2 separate regions of the Ovis aries genome follow, and region 1 is linked to region 2. The links are chromatin contacts, called in public Hi-C maps. All regions are on one chromosome and are shown on one strand. Each heading gives the region's core, a stretch centred on a gene start, on an enhancer-like site or on the middle of the called end of the contact. The rest is flanking DNA. Distances are from core to core; before and after follow the strand shown.

Region 1 (7,469 bases), core at 1,397-3,896, 190 kb before region 2:
TCTGTCCATGGGATTTCCCAGGCAAGAATACTGGAGTGGGTTGCCATTTCCCCAGTTCATGGGGTCTCAAAGAGTCTGACTCGACTGAGTGGGTAACACTTCGTGGGCTTCCCAGGTGGCGATAAGTGGTAAGAATCTGCCTGCCAATGCAGGAGACATAAAAGACGCGGGTTCAATTCCTGGATCAAGAGGAGGATCTCCTCGAGTAGGAAATTGCAGCCTGCTCCAGTGGTCCTCTCAGGGAGCACCATTAGGGGCAGGATATGGCTGATGGCATTATGGCCACAACATTCTTTGTTTACTAAAATGGCAGGCAACATTCTTTATCCACACTGTCAACATTTCACCACCTTCTCTTAATTCCATCTCCTCTCCACATCTCAATGCACTACTTCAGTTCAGTTCAGTTCAGTTGCTCAGTCTTGTTTGACTCTTTGCGACCCCATGAACTGCAGCATGCTAGGCCTCCCTGTCCATCACCAACTCCCTGAGCCTACCCAAACTCATGTCCATTGAGTCGGTGATGCCATCCAACCATCTCATCCTCTGTCGTCCCCTTCTCCTCCTGCCCTCAATCTTTCCCAGTATCAGGATCTTTCCAAATGAGTCAGCTCTTTGCATCAGGTGGCCAAAATATGGAGTTTCAGCTTCAACATCAGTCCTTCCGATGAACACTCAGGACTGATCTCCTTTAGGATGGGCTAGTTGGATATCCTTAGAGTCCAAGGGACTCTCAAGAGTCTTCTCCAACACCACAGTTCAAAAGCATCAGTTCTTCAGCACTCAGCTTTCTTTATAGTCCAACTCTTATATCCATACATGACCACTGGAAAAACCATAGCCTTGACTAGACGGACTTTTGTTGGCAAAGTAATGTCTCTGCTTTTGAATGTACTGTCTAGGTTGGTCATAACTTTCCTTCCAAGGAGTAAGCATCTTTTAGTTTCATGGCTGCAATCACCATCTGCAGTGATTTTGGAGCTCCCCAAAATAAAGTCAGCCACTGTTGCCACTGTTTCCCCGTCTATTTCCCATGAAGTGATGGGACTGGATGCCATGATCTTCGTTTTCTGAATGTTGAGCTTTAAGCCAATTTTTTCACTCTCCACTTTCACTTTCATCAAGAGGTTCTTTAGTTCGTCTTCACTTTCTGCCATAAGGGTGGTATCATCTGCATATCTGAGGTTATTGATATTTCTCCTAGCAAACTTGATTCCAGCTTGTGCTTCATCCAGCCCAGCATTTCTCATGATATACTCATATAAGTACATCTCATGATGTACTCATGATGTTTCTCATATAAGTTAAATAAGCAGGGTGACAATATACAGCCTTGACGTACTCCTTTTCCTATTTGGAACCAGTCTGTTGTTCCATGTCCAGTTCTAACTGTTGCTTCTTGACTTGCATATAGGTTTCTCAAGAGGCAGGTCAGGTGGTCTGGTATTCCCATCTCTTTCAGAATTGTCCACAGCTTATTGTGATCCACACAGTCAAAGGCTTTGGCATAGTCAAGAAAGCAGATATTTTTCTGGAACTCTCTTGCTTTTTCCATGACCCAGTGGATGTTGGCAATTTGATCTCTGGTTCCTCTGCCTTTTCTAAAACCAGCTTGAACATCAGGAAGTTCATGGTTCATGTATTGCTGAAGCCTGGCTTGGAGAATTTTGAGCATTACTTTACTAGCATGTGAGATGAGTGCAATTGTGCGGTAGTTTGAGCATTTTTGGTATTGCCTTTCTTTGAGATTGGAATGAAAACTGATCTTTTCCAGGCCTGTGCCACTGCTGAGTTTCCCAAATTTTCTGACACATAGGCTGCACTTAATAGTCTCATAAGCCAAGCAAGACCTCAAATAAGAATACTGAGAACACGATTGAAACAAGCAAACAGGTAGAAACTAAAGACAGTAAATTTTTTGAAAATTGATTCTTTATTTGTATCTTCTGTGATGCAAGATAAACTTCTTTGGGGGCAAATACATACAGTTTAAAAAATCCCGGCAGTTTCTAGCCCAAGATGGAGTCTGCCAGTGGATGTGCTCAAGGAATTATCTGCCGAAAATATCATAAGACCAAGCGATTCCCAAATGTAACAGATGGTTTAGTTTTCTGGTTAAGCTAATTTTTTTTTTTTTTTTTCGGACACCAAGCCCCTTTGTTGGGACTCACTAACGTGGGTCACTGGGTGGAATAAGCAGGAGGGTGGCGGTGTGTTTTTACCCTGATCTAATCATCACAATTATCTAGTTTCGGTTTTAAGATTCCAGGTCAAGATCAACTAAATTCGCAAACGGTGCGACTAGACAGGCTAGAAATCTTACAGACGTGGATGGCCACGCCCCCTCAGGAACCTCCCAGCTCCCGCCCCTGAGCGTGTCCGCAGAGTCGGGAACAATAAAGTTGAGCGTGTTCAAATGGGTCCTTGTCTTCCAGGGCCTCTTGGACAAGCCTGTAAAATAAGACTCTGAAAAACTCCTTTCTTCTCTCAAATATCCTTCGTGTTCTCGGCGATTTTTTCCCCTTTACTCGCGGTACGAAAGTCTTGAAGGGAACGGCGTGGGCTAGGGCGGCTGGGGCGCCTTTCCGTGGGCAGCTGGCCCGGCAATCGCCGTGGGCAGCTTCGGGGAGGCCCCCGGTTCACGTGAAGCTCGTGCAGCAACAGCAGAGGCATCTGCGATGAAGCCCAGGCCCGCGAGGTTCGTGGATAATAAACTGAAGCAGCGCGTCATCCAGGTGTGTATGCTGCACGGCCAGCTCTCAGAGTGGTCCGCGTTCGCTGCTTAGGAGCCCCAGAGGCCCTTTCTCGCCGTAGCTAGGAGAAGGGGGGAAGGCTTCCAGATCGGACTGACTTGCCGCCAGTGCCAGTCTGGATTCGAGCGTGGGGCTGTTGACGACTCCACTTCTTCGCGGGTGGTTCAAGCCCCTTTCTCCTCACTGTGCGGCCGAGGTTCAAGGCGCAGCCCGAAACCATGAGAGGCAGCAGCTTGATGAGGGCCTGCCCGGATCTGCCTGACTTTTGTGCAGATCCGTAAAGAGAGTGGAGATGGCATTTGAGTTTAAAATTTCCTATCTTGTGAAGTTGGGAAGGAAGTATTCCTCGAAACCTTGTAGAGACGAATTGCTTTCGGGGTCATAAAGAATACGTTAACTTCCTTTCTTAGGAAACTTGGAGTCAAGTTCGGACACCAGTAAAGACAAGTACTCTGAATCTTACTTTATAACGGGCACTTTACCTGCCCCCCCCTTTTTTTTTTTAATTCATAATCGTCAGTGGAATGCATTGTGTCGTAAATGCCTTGGACATTTAGGTTACTAAGCACTCAGAAGGACGGAGAGAGACTTTAAGAGCTATATTCTCACCTTGTTTTTCTTTTACCCTTCCAGCTCCTATATCGTCAGTTTTTTGAATCTGTTTCTTCCTGTCACCTTTAAATGTTGGAAGTGCCTTAAGCACCTGTGCTTTTACCTTCTCTTTATATTCTACCTATGCACACTTCTAGGTGATCTCATCCAGTCTAGTACCTTTAAATATTACACATTCATTCATGACTTCAAAATTTATCTTATAACCCAGTGCTGATTTTATCTTGAATTCCAGATTGATATATCCAGCTGCCTACTCAACATCTGCTCATGAGTATCTTATAGGATTTCAACTTAGAGTATTGATCTTCTTCTCCAAACTGTTCTGTTCTTTGTGTTGTTTATTCCAGTAAATGACATCGCACCATCCATCCATTTGTTAAGGCCCCAAATCTTAAGACTCATTCTGACTCTTGCTTCCTGTAACCAATTAATCAGTGACCTACTTGGCTTTACCTTCAAAATATACTTCAAACCTAATCGCTTGGGCTTCCCTGATAACTCAGTTGGTAAAGAATCCAACTGCAATGCAAGAGGCGCCGGTTTGATTCCTGGGTCAGGAAGATCCCCTGGAGAAGGGAAAGACTACCCACTTCAGTATTCTGGCCTGGAGAATTCCGTGGACTACAGTCCATGGGATCGCAAAGAGTCGGACAGGACTGAGAGACTGTCACTTTCTTTCTAACACCCTAGTTCAAACCACACTCCCTTTAGACTGTTGAAATACCTCCTAACTGTTCTCACTGTGTCTGGTTTTACTTAGTGTGTTCTACACAGAGCATCCAGGGAGATCATTTTAAAGGGAAAATTGGAGTGTGCCAGGGTCCTACTCAAAACCCTTCTGTGGACTTTCAGACATCTAGAGTAAAATCCATCCTAAATAGCACTTTGTATTTTGGCCCCGTGTACCTTTTTGTCCGTTGCTTTTTTCCGCTTTTGTAATCTCCCTTGATTGCACGTCCTATCCATATGGACCTTCTCAAACTTCCTGGGCACAGGACTTTTCTTTTTGCAGTTTACTCACTTAAGTGCTCTTTCTCTGAATGTTTGCACAATTTGCTGCTTCAGTTTATTCGGATCTCCGAGTAGTGACTCCTAATGGCTAAATCCAGTGGCCTCTTTTCAGTTTTTGCCACACTTGACTTGCTCTGCAGCGTTTGACGTTAGCAGTTTTCCTCTCTTTTTATACTTTGGTTCATTATAAAAGTAATAGGGGGACTTCCCTGGTGGTCTGGTGGTTGAGACTGCATGCTCCCGATGCAAGGAACCTGGGTTGAACCCTGGTCGGGGAACTGGATCCCACATGCCGCAACGAAGACCAGGAATACTGTGTGCCACAACTAAGACCTGGCACAGTCAAATAAATAGTAATTTAAAAATAAGAGTAATAGGTTCTTGTGGTTTAACATAAAGGGAACTGGAGGGTATAAAATGAGAAGAAAGAATTCTTTTCATCCCCACTCCTGCATGAGTAATCATGGAGAGTTTCTGTTGTACCTGTCTTAAAATTTTGTGTGCATATATGCACTTAGAGATTTTTTTTCTTTTAATCACACAGGCTCATCTGTCTCTCTTCTGCTGCTTGTTTGTTTCGTTGAGCAATATGTTTTAGACATCTTTCAAGTAGTACACTTGCCTCCTTTTAACTACCTCGTTAATCTATTGCTGTATAACAGATTACTCTAAAACTTAGCAGGTTAAAGTGGTTTTAGTCCTGTTACTTTCTAATTTGAAGTGGGTTTGAGATATATATGTGCAATTCAGGATTGACTGTGGTAAATGACAGCATGCTATAGGAGTCCACAGAAGGGGACAATTAACTGAAGCTGCAGCTTTGGACACCTAGTCTCTTGCCATTGGCAGCATTTATCCAGAGGCAGTTCTCATGTGTTAGGGATCCTTGAGAAGAACTTGTTGTATGACGTGGGGAACCTAGACTAGATAATTAGCAAATATTGAAACTTGGGAGTTGATCACTAAACATTCTAGGTTTGAAATCTGGCCCTGTAACTTACAGGCTGGTAAGCAAGTAAGTAAGCTTTTAAAGTTTCAAATCAGGGGAGAGGGCTTCCCTTGTTACTCAGTGATAAAGAATCTGCCTGCCAATACAGGAGACATGGTTCCATCCCTGATCCAGGAAGAGCCTGCATGCCCCAAAGTAACTAAGCCCATGTACCGCAGCTACTGAGGCTATGCTCTGGAGCCTGGAGCTGCGAATACTGAAGCTTGCGCGTCCTAGAGCCCCTGTTCTGCAGCAAGAGAAGCCACTGCAATGAGAAGCCCGTGCAGCAACGAAGACCCAGCACAGCCAATAAATAAATACTTTTTAAAAAATAAATAGGGGGAGAGTAACATCTACTTCACAGCATTGTGAGCACTAAAAGAGAGAATGTGTAAAAGGCCCCTAGAACAGGTTTACCAGGCCCTTAGTTTCTTAGTAGTTTTTCTCATATTGTTTCTAGGTCCCAAAGTCAGTCAGTGAAAGTCCCTCAGTCATGTCCGACTCTTTATGACCCTGTGAACTATACAGTCCATGGAATTCTCCAGGCCAGAATACTGGAGTGGGTAGCCTTTTCCTTCTCCAGGGGATCTTCTCAACCCAGGGATTGAACCTGGGTCTCCCGCGTTGCAGGTGGATTCTTTACTAGCTGAGCCACTGGGGAAGCCCAGGCCCCAGTACGTTTGTATTGGGTTGGCCAAAAAGTCCATTCAGGTTTTTTACTTTGGCTGACCCAATATTTCATTCTTAAATAACCACAGTTATTTACTGGTGAAATTTGTATGCCTTTTGGGCACTGCACAACTTCTTATACTTAGCGATCAGATTGACACTGCTATTCATTTCCTGTTCCACCTTGATTTTTATTATAGGAAATGCTGGAAACCCAGTTTTGCAAAGATATGACATCATCAGAAGATGCTTTAATATTGAAACATGAATTGTCTCAGGCTAGTACAGTTGACCTTTGAACAATATGAGGGTTGGGATGCCAATATTCTTTCTCCCCCCAACCCCATTCATTTGAAAATCTGTGTATAGCTACAGTTGGCTTTTTATATTTGTGGTTCTATATTGGCATAGTCAACCAGCCCTGGATCATGTAGTACTGTAAAATGCATTTATCGAAAAAATCTGCTATAAGTGGATGAGTGCAGTTCAAACTCATGTTGTTTGAGGGTCACATATAGTTCCTGCAGATGGACAGATCAACTATTACTCTGTTCCTTCAAATTTAAAATATCCCTTAGTGCTCTTATGAGTTCAGTGCTTTGCTGTGGTATGTTTGGGAATCTAGGATATAATAAGCTCTCACCTACTGCCTTATAGCCATTCTGGTTATTGTTATTGCATTGCCATAGTGATTAATAATGTTAATTAAATTCTTTGATTCTGACTTGGCAATTATCTGGTGATTTTTGTTTATGCTTCTAGCGTACTTTATGAATGAAGAGTTTGCACTAAAGTATAACATGTCCGAATAGCTCGCTTGCTTAGTTGTTGATTACAGTCACTGAGTCTGAACTGAGTGTTGTGTTTGTCGTGTTTTCTCTTTCAGTACCTCACCAGTAACAGATGCGGCAAGTATGTGGACACTGGAGTCTTAGCATCTGATTTACAAAGAATGTACAGGTAAAGAAATGTAGTCTCCAAAGTTTTGCTTTTCTTCCCTACCTCTCTTTAAAAAAAGATTTATTTGCTTATTTATTTGTGTGGCTGCACTGGGTCTTCGTGCTGCGAGGGCTTTCCTCTAGCAGCCGTTGGGATCTACCCTCTAGTTATGTACTTGTGCTTCTCACTGCGGGGCCTCCTCTTGTTGCAGAGCATGTGCTCGAGCGTTTGGGCTCAGCAGTTGTTGCTCCTGGGCTCTAGAGCACAGGCTCAGCAGTGAGGCGCATGGGCTTAGTTATCCTGCAGCGTGTGGGATCTTCCTGGGCCAGGGCCCAAACCCACGTCACGGGCCTTGGCAGGGGCTTCTTTACCACTGAGCCACCATGGAAGCCCCTTTCCAACCATTTTTAAAATTTCCATCCTGCCTACATTTCCAGGTGATATTTGTAGCTGCTAGCTTTAGTTCACCAATCCACAGGTTTAGAACTCAGTTC
Region 2 (6,678 bases), core at 2,528-5,027:
TTCCCATTTTCCTTCATATTTTCTGCCAGTCAACCCTCTCTACAACTGAACTTTTCAAACACATTTGAAGAAAAGATGCAAAAGGAACTATAAATGAGTAATAGATTTCACCAGCTAGAGTGCACTAGAGAAATATCCTGGGACAAAAACATAGATTTATGTATTTTGCTGTCAAATGGAAAATGTCATTCCAGATAATAAGCATGACACTTGAACTAAACTTTTAATCAAATCTGTCCTGAACCACTTATAGGATTCCATTAAATTTACAGGAGCTCCACTAGAACCACAGAGGAAAAATCTATAGGACCTCTCCACTGGGCTGCCAGGGAATTCCCTAAGACAACTTTTAAAAAGCCTTGCGTACTTTTTTTTTTTTTCAGTGAGAACTCTGTACTCACAGGTCAACGTTATATGTTCCAATTTGGCTGTGATGTGCTCTGCAACTAGGTGCAGGACCTTCCTTAACCTTTGCCACTTGTTTCAAAAACTCTCATACCTGTCAGCACAAATTTATGTGATTTACTGGAAAACAACTCAAAGTACACATTTTGTCATTTAAAAAGGTATCTTCATCCAAATAATTTAAAATATATTAGAGAAGTTAAATATTTAAAGAACTATTTTTATGTAACCAGGATTTCCAAGTTCCAGGTACATTTTGGGAGCAACAGTCAAGGGCAGAAAAAATAAAACAAAATCCAGTTTAATAAGGGATCTGGACATTCCTTTGGAAATAACCAGACTGGAGAGTCAAATTTCAATTATTCATGGCAAGAGGAAGCAAAGTCGATTGGAAAATGTTATTTTAGCAACTTGGGACAAACTGTATTAAGCAAATATAGAGCAGTAAGTACATGGACCCTGCACCTGTCCTCTAATTTAGGTGTTAACAATAGTTATGACTGAGGTCCTAATGTGTGTGCTCAGTTGTGTCCGACTCTTTGCCACCCTTTAGACTGTAGCCCTCCAGGCTCTTCTGTCCATGGGGTTTCTTGGGCAAGAACACTGGACTGGTTGCTATTTCCTCCTCCAGGAGATCGTCCATAACCCAGGGATTGAGCCTGAGTCTCTTGTGTCTCCTGCACTGCAGGTGGATTCTGTACCACTGAGCCATCTGGGAAGCCTAAGGTTCTAACTGGGCAAGTAAGCTGAAGGAAGTAAAAAAGAAGCACCTGACAAATATGTAAACTAGCTCATTAACTACTGAATGGTTGACATTTAGCTTTATGGAAACTAATTCTGTTCTTAATTAATATTACTCTTTTCTAAGTACACCCAACCTTAATTCTACTCAAAAAAATACTTGACAATAAAAGAAACTATGTAATTTATATGCCAGATAGCAGCATACAAACTGGTATTGATTTTCTCGCAAACAGTCGGTTAGGGATAAATGGTCACTTAAATTAGGAAAGGCATGGAAAGCACATACTACGCACTATCGCTAGACTGCCAATTTCATTAATGACCATAATTAAATTAATGCTGACACCTAGTGGCAAGAATCTTTCATGTTACTTGAATTGCACCTTATGACATATGAACCAAAGAATTTAAAACCAAAGACCCTTCCAAATCGCCACAAAAGATTACCCACTTAATCTAAGAATTATCCATTAACCTTAAGTTAAGAAAGAAATAAGAAATAGTTCCCCATTACTAAAACAGAGAAAAAAACCATCTTTAAGAAGTAAAACTGGGAGCTGAATCTTTTTAGGGGGGTGGTAAGGGACTCCTTATGATAAAAATCTCTGAAACTACAAAATTTGTATCTTTAAAATACTAGAATAGATAACTGCTTAAAAATAAGAATGCAGCTGAGTATTTCATTTGAAAGAGATGTCATTTACTAATAAACTGTGGGATGTGTTTTTAACTCTGTCCCCTAGGATAGGCTGTTTTTCTCCCCTTTAAGAATGTTTTTAATTTTTAAAGAAGTAAATTGACCAACAAATGAACATCCCCCCCCCCCCCCACACACACACACAGTTTTTCTCAATACTTATAAAACAGAAGGTGAACATTCCAAGCTTTACAAAGGCATTGTCTGGCTGAAAGGCTCAATTCAAATGTCATGTCCAATTTCCAGGCAACAGGAATGTATACCAAGAATTCTGATCAAATATCATTCTTTATCAAAAATCGAAGGAATAGTTAGACAAGAAATTCTAGGATAACATGTTTGGAAATTCAATCATTTAAGGGACAATCATTTTAAAATACTACTTTTCAAATGAATTTTCTATCCTGCAGACTGGCATGGTTGATGTGCTGTGTTGACAAGAAAATAAATGGTTCACCAGTTTGAATATTTAATAGCCTCCTTTAAAAAATATGCTTGCATCTGAAAAATACAATTATGATCAATTTTAAATTGAAGGTGTAAATCTAAAATAGAGTTTATTGATTATTAAGAAAACGCTATACACAGCACATTCAGATATGTCTTTGTCCTCTTAAAAACAACCCCGACCACATATTTAGCTTCTACACAGAAACGGTTTGTAATCATTTCAAAATGTCCACCTCCTTCAATTTCCTTACCACTTAAAGATAAATTCACTGAGGAAGCAAAATAACTGACTGACTGAACTAAGGTAGTCATTGAACCTTCAGTGAAGCCTCTGGGATGAAAAAAATCCCAAAGGCAAATTAATTTATTTTCATTAATCATGGACAGACTTACTGTGATTTTAAGGTATAAAACCTCTCCTAAAGCTGGCGGGGGGGGGCGGGGGGAGGGGGCGTAAATCACTAGTTAGAAAAGAAATGCAGGAGAGGAAAAAAACCTCCTCAAGGGGCAAGGTGCTTCACTAGGGGGTGGCAAGTGTCAGGGGTGAGGCAAAGCCCGATAGTCACTTCTCAGGATTGCCTTCATTGGTCAACCAAGGCGCTGGGGTTGAGGTTACCAAAACGAGTTCGAATTCCTCCAAACCTCTACTGGCTTTTGGGAGGACGGACCAATCTGACTTTTATCTTTCGCAACAAGGAAACTTGGGTAGTAGGGGGAACAATACGTTATTCTCACAGACAAACCAAACCTAGCCGGGATAATCTCGCCTACTTCGGAGTGCTGGCCAACTCCAGCCTGGGGTTGGAAGGTGATATACAAAAGGCAGATGGTGAGATCCCTTCGGCGTCCACGCTCAGGCCGGACAGAGGTTGGAAGCCCAATTCTTGCTGCCCCCGCCCGTGGCCCCGCTTCCGGATCGGGGGCACAGAGCCCCCGAGCCCCCCAGACTCTCAAAGCCAAGTTCCTGCAGGCAGTCGCCCCCACTCCTCGAGCAAGGGCGGAATCTGGACAAACCCCGCGAGCCAGCCCCAAGAGAGACTTTGGGGCGGGAGGGGTGCGCTTGGTGCTTTAGCTGCAGCTGCAGCTCGCCAGGGGCTCCCTCCCCGGGGAACGCTCTTCCCTTTCGGGCCCTCCCCAGACCTCGGCTCTCGGAGAGGGCGGCAAGGGTCCCCAGGGGGCCTCACCAGACGGAGCTGGCTAATTTCGTCGTAGGACATAAAGCTGAGGATGTTCTCGATGGCTACGATGGGCAGCGCCACCAGCGTGTTGTTTTGAGGCAGCTGGTCCGGAGCCAGCCCCGGGGCTGGGGACGCCTGGGACCCCGGCTGCGGGGGCTGGGGCGGGGGCGGTGGGGGCAGTCGCTGGGTAGAGGCGATGGCCGAAGGGGAGCCGCCGTCGCCGTGACCGCCGCCTCCTTCCTCAGCCATCCGCTCCTCCGACGCTGCCGCCATCTTGGGGGTTTGATTCCTTCCCCCCTCTGCAAGGGGAACAGGGACACTTCCGGTGCGTCACTTCCTTCTCTTGAGCTGCCGGGAGGGGCACCTGGAGGAGGGGGAGGAGCCTATGGGGTGACAGGCAGAGACACTTTGATGCTAGTTCAAGTGGGAAGGAGAGAAGATCACCTAAACTCGTGGAAAGGTGGTCACTGTAAGACCTTTCATCTAAGATTGGAAACGACTTGAGGGCAGACGAACCGTGTCTGAAATTGACTTCACAGTGCAATTTTTCCTAAAGTGCTTCCCTGATAAAGGGAGATAAAAATAATGTTAACTAGTAAGTGAAGTAAGGTCATGGCATCTGGTCCCATCACTTCATGGCAAATACATGGGGAGACAGTGGAAACAGTGACAGACTTTATTTTCTTGGGCTCCAAAATCACTGAGGATAGTGACTGCAGCAATGAAATTAAAAGGCACTTGCTCCTTGGAAGAATAGCTGTGACAAAACTAGAGAGTGTGTTAAAAAGCAGAGTCAGACTTTGCTGACAAAGGTCCGTATAGTCAAAGCTGTGGTTTTTGTGGTAGTCATGTAGGGATGTGAGAGTTGGACCATAAAGAAGGCTGAGTGCTGAAGAATTGATGCCTTTGAACTGTGGTGTTGGATAAGATTCTTGAGAGTCCCTTGCACTGCAAGGAGATCAAACCAGTCAATTCTGAAGGAAATCAACCTCAAATATTCAGTGGAAGGACTGATGCTGAAGCTGAAGCTCCGATACTTTGGCCACCTGATGTGAAGAGCTGACTCATTAGAAAAGACCCTGATGCTGGGAAAGATTGAAGGCAGGAGGAGAAGGAGGAGACAGAGGACCAGATGGTTGGATGGCATCATGGACTCAGTGTACATGAGTTAGAGCAAACTTAGGGAGACTGTGAAGGACAGGGAAGCCTGGTGTGCTGCAGTCCATTGGGTCGCAGAGTTGGACATGACTGAGCGACTGAACAACAGTAGTAAGTGTAGGTGAAACAATGTAGAATATCATCATTTTTCAAGAACCATACTGATTGATTTAGGCAAAAAAGAATGTAGGATTGATTAAAACTGCCATATGAATGAGCCTTAAAAATGTTTTCAATTAAAGAAGCAAGACCCAAACGACCACATATTGTATGAATCCATTGATATGAGATGCCTGAAATAGCCAAGACAATAAAGACAGAAAGTAGATTAATGGTTCTGAGAAGCTGGAAACAGCAGGGGAAAGGGGATCGACTGCTAAGGGGTGTAGGATTTTTTTTCTGGGGCGATGAAAATGTTATGGAATTAGACAATGGTGATGGGTACACCTCTGAATTGTACACTTCAAAATAGTGAATTTGGGGACTTCCTTGGTGGTCCAGTGGTTAAGAATTCACCTTCCAATGCAGACGACTCGGGTTCCATCCCTGGTCAGGGAACTAAGATCCTACATGCTTGGGCAACTAAGCCTGTATGCTGCAATTATGGAGCTTGTGCACTCTGAAGCCACGTGCCACAACTAAAGCCCAGGGCCACAATGAAAGAGCTTGTGTTCTAACAACCCAGCCAAATAAATGAAAAAATAAATATTTTTTTAAATAGTGAACTTTATAATATGTGAATTATATCTCCATAAAAAATTGATTTAGGCAAGAATCATCAAAAGATGCTAAAATGAGAAAGTAAGAGTGTGATCTGGAAAATAATATTTACATAGATTCAAAATAACCCCCACAAATTAATTATCAATTACAAGATAAAAAGAAGTTTGCAATAGAGAGATTTGGTGGACACCACCATAACCAAATGATCAAAATTAACTTCACGAGCTATGAGTAGAATTGACATCATGTAGCTCCTGATATGAAAAGGACATAGCATAATGTGGTATTCCTACCAAAAATGCATAACCTGTACTTGAGATAGACAAATCTATGTAACTACCCCATAATCTTTTTAAATTTTTATTTATTTATTTTTCTTTTCTTTTTATCTTTCTTTTCTTTATCTTTCTTTTCTTTTTGTGGTAGTCATGTATGGATGTGAGAGTTGGACTGTGAAGAAAGCTGAGTGCCAAAGAATTGATGCTTTTGAACTGTGGTGTTGGAGAAGACTCTTGAGAGTTCCTTGGACTGCAAGGACATCCAAGCAGTCCATTCTGAAGGAGATCAGCCCTGGGATTTCTTTGGAAGGAATGATGCTAAAGCTGAAACTCCAGTACTTTGGCCACCTCATGTGAAGAGTTGACTCATTGGAAAAGACTCTGATGCTGGGAGGGATTGGGGGCAGGAGGAGAAGGGGACGACCGAGGATGAGATGGCTGGATGGCATCACTGACTCGATGGACATGAGTCTGAATGAACTCCGGCAGTTGGTGATGGACAGGGAGGCCTGGCGTGCTGCGATTTATGGGGTCGCAAAGAGTCAGACACGACTGAGCAACTGAACTGAACTGAATTGTGGTCTTGTAAGAGAATGTCCTTCTTCTTAGGAAATACACATTGAAATATTTAGGGGTAAATGGGTCATGATGTCTCTGTTTGCTCTTCAGTGGTTCAATATGTAGATAGAGAGTGAGATGAATAAAGCAAACATGATAAACATCAATACTTGGTGAATCTGGATGAAGAGCATACGAGAGTTTTGTCTATTTTTTTTTTTTTACCCTCCAATTTTCTGGAGATATAGTTGACATACATCACTGTATATGTTTAATGGGTACAGCATAATGACTTGACTTACATACATCATGAAATGATAATCACAATAAATTTAGTGAACATCCATCATCTCACGTAGGTACAAAATGAAAGAAATAGAAATTTTTTTTCCTGTGGTGAGAACTGTTAGGATTTACTCTCCTAACAACTTTCATATATAACCTATGTGCCTGCTTAATTGCTTCAGTCGTGTCTGGCTCTTTGTGA

The links. Hi-C and Micro-C count contacts between places; a contact is called where the count stands out from the background.
Region 1: a Hi-C map of liver shows a contact between it and region 2, with 2.6 times the contacts expected there. The contact joins the promoter of NVL here to the promoter of FBXO28 in region 2. A contact is called at or near these places in 6 of 16 Hi-C or Micro-C datasets (blood, hypothalamus, liver and 2 more).

The regions. Positions count from the first base shown.
Region 1 is chr12:26,724,113-26,731,581 of ARS-UI_Ramb_v3.0, reverse strand. It overlaps NVL (nuclear VCP like), which reads left to right and starts at 2,646. Exons shown (of 24, transcript XM_060396352.1): 1 at 2,646-2,735; 2 at 6,923-6,996.
Region 2 is chr12:26,532,091-26,538,768 of ARS-UI_Ramb_v3.0, reverse strand. It overlaps FBXO28 (F-box protein 28), which reads right to left and starts at 3,777. Exons shown (of 5, transcript XM_027976294.3): 1 at 3,481-3,777. The coding sequence starts at 3,747.